Linked DNA regions of Gossypium hirsutum: all the other regions are linked to region 2. The links are chromatin contacts, called in public Hi-C maps. All regions are on one chromosome and are shown on one strand. The core of a region is the stretch at or near the end of the contact, and the rest is flanking DNA. Distances in the headings are between cores, read along the strand shown. Region 1 holds the start of LOC107888729 (protein TPLATE). Region 2 holds the start of LOC107888701 (glyceraldehyde-3-phosphate dehydrogenase 2, cytosolic). Region 3 holds the start of LOC107888850 (ankyrin-3).

What was found. A called contact is a pair of places that touch in the nucleus more often than the background predicts.
Region 1: a contact with region 2 is called in a Hi-C map of leaf, with 2.2 times the contacts expected there. The contact joins the promoter of LOC107888729 here to the promoter of LOC107888701 in region 2. A contact is called at or near these places in 5 of 34 Hi-C or Micro-C datasets (all in leaf).
Region 3: a contact with region 2 is called in a Hi-C map of leaf, with 1.7 times the contacts expected there. The contact joins the promoter of LOC107888850 here to the promoter of LOC107888701 in region 2. A contact is called at or near these places in 2 of 34 Hi-C or Micro-C datasets (leaf and seedling).

Annotation. Positions count from the first base shown.
Region 1 is chrA09:15,800,257-15,802,956 of Gossypium_hirsutum_v2.1, forward strand. LOC107888729 (protein TPLATE) reads left to right here and starts at 1,338. Exons shown (of 7, transcript XM_041077806.1): 1 at 1,338-2,583. The coding sequence starts at 1,462.
Region 2 is chrA09:15,053,053-15,055,752 of Gossypium_hirsutum_v2.1, forward strand. LOC107888701 (glyceraldehyde-3-phosphate dehydrogenase 2, cytosolic) reads left to right here and starts at 1,401. Exons shown (of 11, transcript XM_016812878.2): 1 at 1,401-1,651; 2 at 1,722-1,822; 3 at 2,245-2,360; 4 at 2,471-2,570. The coding sequence starts at 1,624.
Region 3 is chrA09:15,878,848-15,881,547 of Gossypium_hirsutum_v2.1, forward strand. LOC107888850 (ankyrin-3) reads right to left here and starts at 1,310. Exons shown (of 4, transcript XM_016813098.2): 1 at 833-1,310. The coding sequence starts at 1,135.

The DNA of each region.
Region 1 (2,700 bases), core at 88-2,587, 750 kb after region 2:
CGTTAAACCACTAACGGATTGCTAACATGGCTTTTTTTTTTTTACCTTTGAGTATAGCTAGAAAGCTCTTTATAATTAGTTCAAAACACTTTCTTATTTTGTTTATTTGCAACATAAGACTAAGGTTTGGAAGTTCTCTTTTTCTTTTGTTGTTGTTTGTTTCTTAGGAAAAGTAAAAGAGAAAAATGAAGATAGTTTTGACTTGTTTATTTGGCTTGTCCAAAATAACCCATGTTCTAATTTCTTAGGTAATTATATCACTCTTTTTCTTTTCTTTAATTTGATTTTCTCTTAAAATTTTTCAAAAAGAACACACAAAGAAGAAAATAAAAGAAAAAACTTAAAAATTACTTTATAAAAATCTTAAAATCTTCCCTTGGGTACCCTCAAAATCATCTTTCCATTATTAATTTCAACACGCATCTAGTAACAATAACATAATTGCTATGGAAAAAAAAAGACGAAATATTTTTGGGAAATCATTGTTTTCATCAATAAAGTTGAACACCCAACAAAACTAGATTTGTTAATAAACTAAACACGCACGATGAAACAGAACACAATCAAATCCTAGAAATTTAAAAATTAAGAAGAAAAAATAAATTTTCTTAAAAAAAAAAAGTAAAGAAAAACTTACCATACTAAGATTAGATCTTGAAGAAATTGCAAAGGATCTCTGAAAAGCACGTAGCTGAATCTGAGCACAAATCAAGCGTGCACAAATAAACACTATGAGCATAATACTCACGGTAAAACCTATAAGTCAACAAACAAGTCAAAACTATCCTCATTTTCCTTTGATACTTTTCCGAGGAAACAAACAACAAAAAGGAAAAAGAGAACTTACCAACTTTAGTATTATGTTGCAAATGAACAAGAAAAAAGTATTTTAGACTAATTACAAAGAAGGTACTAACTTTAGTTAAAAGTAAAAAAAAATGATATTTCAACATCCGTTAGTGGATTAACAAAAATTTTAACGATAGTGTCTAATTCGAGCAATTATCTTATTCAGAGTGACTAAATTGACAAAAAAATAAAATGATCAAAATAAAAATGACACTATTTTAGAGTGACCTACTGTATAATTTGCCCCAAAAATATTATATGCCATGAAATTTAAACATTTAACCCCTTAAATTTATATTAAAATTTGTTCAATTTAATAAAATACATATTTCTATTAAATGTATAACATTATTTAATATTTAAAAACTTTTTACAACCAATAACCAAAGTCCAAACCAACAAACATAGGCCGAACCGAAAACCGATGCAAGTTCATATACAGACCCGGCCCAATTTGGTTCAACCACAATGCCAAGCTGGTCCGGAGCTAACATTTTCATTTTGATAACTGCTTTCTTGCACCTCTTCGTTGTATCAGATCAGATCTTCAAATTGACTAGTTCGAACTTCATCCCGATGTTCCATTGAGAAACCCAAATAATTTTTTTGTTAATGGATATTCTTTTTGCTCAAATCCAAGCGGATCTCCGCTCAAACGATGCTCTCCGCCAGTCCAGCGCTCTTCTCTCCGCCCTCCAACAATCCGCCGCCGGTCGCGACATTTCCATAATTGCCAAATCCGCCGTTGAAGAAATCGTCGCCGCCCCTGCCTCCGCCGTCTGCAAAAAGCTTGCCTTCGACCTCATCCGATCCACTCGTTTAACCGCCGACCTTTGGGATTCTGTCTCTACCGGCATCCGTAACGACTTCCACTTCCCCGATCCCGATGTCGTTGCTGCTGCAGTCTCCATCCTCGCTGCCATCCCTTCTTATTCCCTCGCCAAACTTATCACCGATTCCAATGCCGAGATCTCTGCTTGTTTCGATTCCCCTTCCGATAACCTCCGGTTCTCCATCACCGAGACTCTAGGATGTGTTCTCGCTAGAGACGATCTCGTAACGTTGTGTGAAAACAATGTTAATCTTCTCGATAAGGTATCAGCTTGGTGGGCTCGGATTGGGCAGAATATGTTGGACAAGTCCGACACGGTTTCAAAGGTAGCATTTGAATCCGTGGGGAGATTATTTCAGGAATTGGATTCAAAAAGGATGAGCAGATTAGCTGGTGATAAGCTTGTTGATAGTGAAAATTCTTTGGCTATAAGGTCAAATTGGGTTTCTTCAATGGTTGATTTCGTTTGGAAAAAACGCAGCACTTTAATGGCAAGGTCATTGATTTTACCGGTTGAGAGTTTTCGAGCAACTGTTTTTCCTTTAGTTTATGCAGTTAAGGCAGTGGCTTCGGGGGGATTGGAAGTTATAAGGAAGATTTCAAAGGGTTCTAAAGTGAATGGGACTGTGGTGGATTCCAATGCGGAGAAATTAGTTGGTGTGTCGGATTTAGTCACTCATTTGGCTCCATTTCTGGCATCTTCGCTGGAACCTGCGTTGATTTTTGACGTCGGGATTAATATGTTGTATTTGGCTGATGTGCCTGGAGGGAAGCCTGAGTGGGCTTCACAGTCAATAATTGCTATTTTGACACTTTGGGATAGACAGGAGTTTGCTTCTGCGAGAGAAAGTATTGTTCGAGCTGTTGTTACTAATCTTCATTTGCTTGATCTTCATATGCAGGTGTGTTTTTTTTTTTTTTTATAATTCTTTTGCATAAATTAAATTTGGTTTTCTTAGTGTGTAAGAGATAGGTCTGAATCACTGATATAGCGAGTTTATGAAATTTTACTGGTGAGA
Region 2 (2,700 bases), core at 151-2,650:
TTTTTATCAATATAATATTATTTTTTTTATATTATTATTGTTATTAGCACGTATATTATTATTATTAGTGTATCATTGTTATTTTCTATTTTATTATTACTTTTATACTATTGTTTCTATTTTTATTATTTTCATTTTTCTATTTTATTATTACTTTTATACTATTGTTTCTATTATTATTATTTTCATTACTTCCGTTATTATTATCATTATTTTCTATTATCATTAATATGTCGTTTGTTTATTATTATTTTATTATTATTATTATTAACACTATTATCATCATTATATTTATTTTTTTTAATATCATTTCCATTATTTTTTAAATTATTATTACTATTATTTTTATTATCCGTCCTATTTTTAAACTATTTCATTCAATATTTTGTTGTACGTGTGTTTATTTTCCCCCTCCCGAATTAAATTAAATTTTTATTCGAATTTTCTTTGTTATTCTATCTTTTATCTCTATATTATTTTATTTATTATTATTTTTGTCTAGATTTTTCAAGTAAAGGCAATATTCGATACTTGGAAATTCAAGAAATCGTGTCCTAACGTACTAGGTTTCAGTTTTTCGTTTGATCTAAGTAACCGATTATCCTTTTAAAATAAAATACATGAGTTTTAAATAACATAAAGGCAATATTCCGTATTTAAAAATTCGAGTAGTCGTGCCCTAACATACTGGGTTTCGATTTTCCGTTTGATCTAAATATCCAAATATCCTTTTTAAAATTTAAATACATGTGTTTTAAATGAAATAGAAGGCAAGCTCATAATCGAGGGTCGATGTGTTGTGTCCTAACGTACTGGATATAACATTTTATCTTAAGATGAAACGGTCATTGGCATACGTTTTAATTCATCCAAATACTTCAAAAAAACATTAACACTAAGAGGAATCATATTTTAAACTCTTGTCAAATTTTTAATTTTCAACATTAAGACACTGAATAATCAATTAGGTACTAAATTTGGGCGTGACAAGAGTGATAACCCTTCCTCGCACGTAATCGACTCCCAAACCTGTTTTTCCAATTTTCGCAGACCAAAATTGTTGTTTTGATAAATCAATCTGTTTATTGAAAAACGACCACGTTTTGAGGTGACCCGATCACACTCCATCAAAAAGGATCGGTGGCAACTTTAAAATTTCGTTTTAAACAGTCGATTCCCGTTTTTTAAAAAAATAATTTCGACAGCTTAGAAACTCTAAACTTTCATTTTAAAAAGTCGATTCCTATTTTTCAAAAACAGATTAGTCCTAGAAGATATAATCAGACGTGACGAACTTGACTGATAGACTTAAGAAGAAAAGAAGATCATTAATTCATTTATGGATTTATTCATTCTGCACTGTACTCTTTGATTTTACGTTTTTACCCTTGCTTCTTCTTCTTCTCATCATCATCCAAGTGACACGTGAGCTACGACCCCACTTTCCTCGTGAGAATCTCCGTCATTTGCCCTTTTCTATCATTCTGTCACCAACACTTCCTCTCGTATATAAACAACCCTCCTTTTTACTCATTTTTTCCTCTCAATTCTCACTTCCTTTACTTCCGTTCTTTTGCCGTCGTATTTTTTTTCAGAGATTTGTTTTTTTTCGCTTCTTTCGATATGGGGAAGATCAAGATCGGAATCAACGGTACTATTATTATTATTATTGATTTTGTTTTTAAATTATGGATCTGATTTTCTTTTTCTGTTTGGTGAAGGATTTGGAAGGATCGGGCGTTTGGTTGCCAGAGTTGCTCTCCAAAGTGAAGATGTTGAGCTCGTTGCTGTTAACGATCCTTTCATCACCACCGATTACATGGTTCGTACACTGTATTTTCCTTCCTATTTCTCACTTATTTACTAGGTTTTGGCATTAGTCTCCGTGCATGTTTGTATTATATTGGTTTTAGTTTTAAGAAAGCTGATCTGATCTTCTCTGCTCTGAGATGAGTGATGATTTGAATTTTTTTCTTTCTTTCTTTCTTGTGATATGATTCTTGAACTTTTAGTGTTACCTAACAGAGCATGATGAAATAGTTTAAATTTCAACTGGTAAACTGATGTATTTCTTGTTCGATCTTTAAGAGATTTATTATAAACTTACTGGTTCTGCTTAGGTTTTTTTTAGTGAGCGAATCTTGTGTCTAATTTGAAAAGAAAGGATGAAAAATGAAGAACCGTTTTAATCAGTTTTTTTAACGATTTAATTATTGATGTGATTTGATAATTGTATTTGTACAGACCTACATGTTTAAGTATGACAGTGTTCACGGTCAATGGAAGCACCATGAGCTTAAGGTGAAGGACTCAAAAACCCTTCTCTTTGGTGAAAAGCCTGTCACTGTTTTCGGCATCAGGTGATATCATGTGTTTCTTTTTCAAAATGGGTTGTTGTAATTGACTTGAGGAACATGGTGAGTTTTCCATTTAGGAGCTATTTTTTTTATTGGCTTTTGATTTATGCCAGAAACCCTGAAGAAATCCCTTGGGGTGAGACTGGAGCTGATTATGTCGTTGAGTCTACTGGTGTTTTCACTGACAAGGACAAAGCTGCTGCCCATTTGAAGGTTTGTGATAATAATTTGATCCTATGCTTTTTTGGAGTTAAGGCCCCCAAAAGTTGTGTTTGGAACTTGATTTTCTTCTTCTTATCTTCGTGTATGGTATTCTCATCTGATCTATGCTTTTTCACTTTTT
Region 3 (2,700 bases), core at 60-2,559, 830 kb after region 2:
GAATGAAATAAAGCATGAGGAAGAAATATTGAATCTTTGAACATATGGAAATATTTTGAAGTAAAAAAGAATATTAGTTTCCGAAGATTATGCTAGGAGAACATGAAAGATGCAACCCTTAAATTCATAAACAATAAATTTGAAAACTTAAAAAAAAAACATAATAATATAATTATATCAACGAATCTAGGTAATTAGAGAACGCAAATTACGTGCAATCTTAAATTTAAAATACTTTTAGCACTTCGAAAAATTAGGAAATCACCAAAATACTCGGCTGAAATTTGAATTTAAAAAAGTCATTTTCAAAGTGAGCATATGTATACTACGCAACTTTGTTCTTTTCTCAGTAGCCAAACAGAGTATTAAAGAAAGCGCCAGTGAAACGCTTCAAAACCAAGAAATGAATGGTTAAAATTTAAAAATCATTTTGACTTTTACTAAATTCTATCAAGTGGCTTTAAAAACGGAGACCTGAAAAGCAACGATCTGACTCTGTTGGCCTAAAACGCTGGTTTTTAGTGACCACTTACTGATTTCCAAAACATTCAAAATTTAAGCAAAAATGGGGGGAACCCCTCAAAAATCATTAAAATGATTCTTAAAAATCAGTACAAACAACTCAAATTTAATTTTGAAAAGCGAAATGCAGAGGAGATTAAAACGCTTACGAAACACACAAAAATAAAATTAGATAAAAGATTTCAACTGATAACCAAAATGAAGAAAAACCGCTGTAAAACGCAACGTGAATGGAACAGTTTGAGTCACAAACCGATCAAAACGATAAATAAAACAGGAAAAAAAAAAGGATATTTTTTTATTGCATTACCAATAGTTTCTTTACGAGAGAGACATTTCCAACATGAACAGCGAGGAAAAGAGCGGTGACGTCAGTCTTAAACTCCTCATATTCGACGCGGACCTCACTCGCCGATTCTTCTCTCAAAACGACTTCTGTCTTCCTGGTTTTCAAGCAGACAGCGCAGACGAAGTTGACGTCGACGAAGGGATCGGCGATGCATTCGAGAGCTGACCTCAGATCGCCGGTTAAAGAAGCTTCGAGCAGACGCTGAGAAACTTCGGCCTCGTAATCAACGGGAACCACCTGTCTGCTGCCGGAAAACACCGTCATTGTTAAGTCGCGGCGGTTTCTTCAAGGTAGCACACAAAAGTCGATGTAAATACAGGAGAGAGATGGCATGCGAAAGATGCGCGTGGCTCGAGAGAGAAGAAGGAGAAGAAGCAGCAGCAGCTCCCTTGGAATTAAAACAAAAATAAAAATAAAAGTTGAAAGAAGTGAGCGCCACAGAGTGGAGGACATACAAGGTGGCTTATTTATTACAATACGATTTTTTACCCTTTTTACCACGGTTATATCCACGATAAAATTATGGTTATAAAACATAATTATTTATCTTTTAAAATCAACATTATGATTTTGACTGTTTTTAATTTAAAAAAATTTCACAGCATCAATGATTTTCTTTTTAAATCACATTAAGTATAATACAAGGACTAAGACCACAATTTTACCTAAATTTAAGAGGAAACTGTGAGGTGGGCCCATGATTTGTATACTGTTGGCCTAAGAATATCCGGTAATTAAATCATGTATTCGAGATCTCAAATCAGGACCGTTGATAAGAAATATTTTATATCTGGGCAGTCCTGATTTGGTATAAATTGGACATGAAAAATGTGAAAAATATTGAAACATCCCCCTAGGATTTTAATTAATTCCAGCTATAAAACGCACAAATGAAGAAAAACGTAGATATATTTAAGCACTTTGATTACCAAAACAAAATTGTGCTTGAATGACGGGCTACGAATCCCTCCTATTTATTACAGTCCTTCAAATTACGCACTGTAATTCTAAATCATTTACCCTTCCTTTTACCTTTAAAATATTTAAATTTAGTTCAATAATATTTGAATCTGTATCACATATTGTAAAACAAAATAAATAAATTAATCATTGCCTTAGAAGCAATTCCGCCTTAATCGATGTAATCATGTAGAGGAAGTCACCCCCAAATGTCAATACAGTACTTCAGTATTCGTACACGCGAATAAAGAATGTGGAACACAATTGGCATTACTCTTCTCAAGAGTATTCAAAAAGTAAAACTAAAGTTGAAAACTTGGTCGGAAATTTGACCTAAAAAGTTTTCTGAACAGAAAACAAGCGAGCTAAATAATGTAGAGAAAATATTATTGTTTGCTTGCTGTTGTGTAAAATGAGAAGAATGACATGTTATTTATACTGTTTTCGGAAAGGTTAAAAATGATAAAATAGTAGTGTCAATTTTCAAAAATAGAAGATGATTTTCCTCAACCTGAAAATAATAAATATTTATGATAAAAAGATTAAAATTTTTATTCAAAAATATGACATGTGTTTACATGTACATAAGCTGAACAACAACCAACTACTTAGGGTGGGTTTAGTTAAAATAAGTATAAAACATAAAAACAATAAATTTATAATAGCCTAATGCAAATAATATATGATATTATTTATTAAGTTCGATTAATCCAGTTAATTAATTGATTTCGAACAGAATTAATCGTTAACCGAAATTCTAAAAATCTTTTAATCGTCTCTAACCGAATTAGATCAATTCGGTGATTAATTCAGTTTTAATTAAAATTTGAAGATCTTTGGACAAAACTAATAAAAAAAAAAGTTAAAAA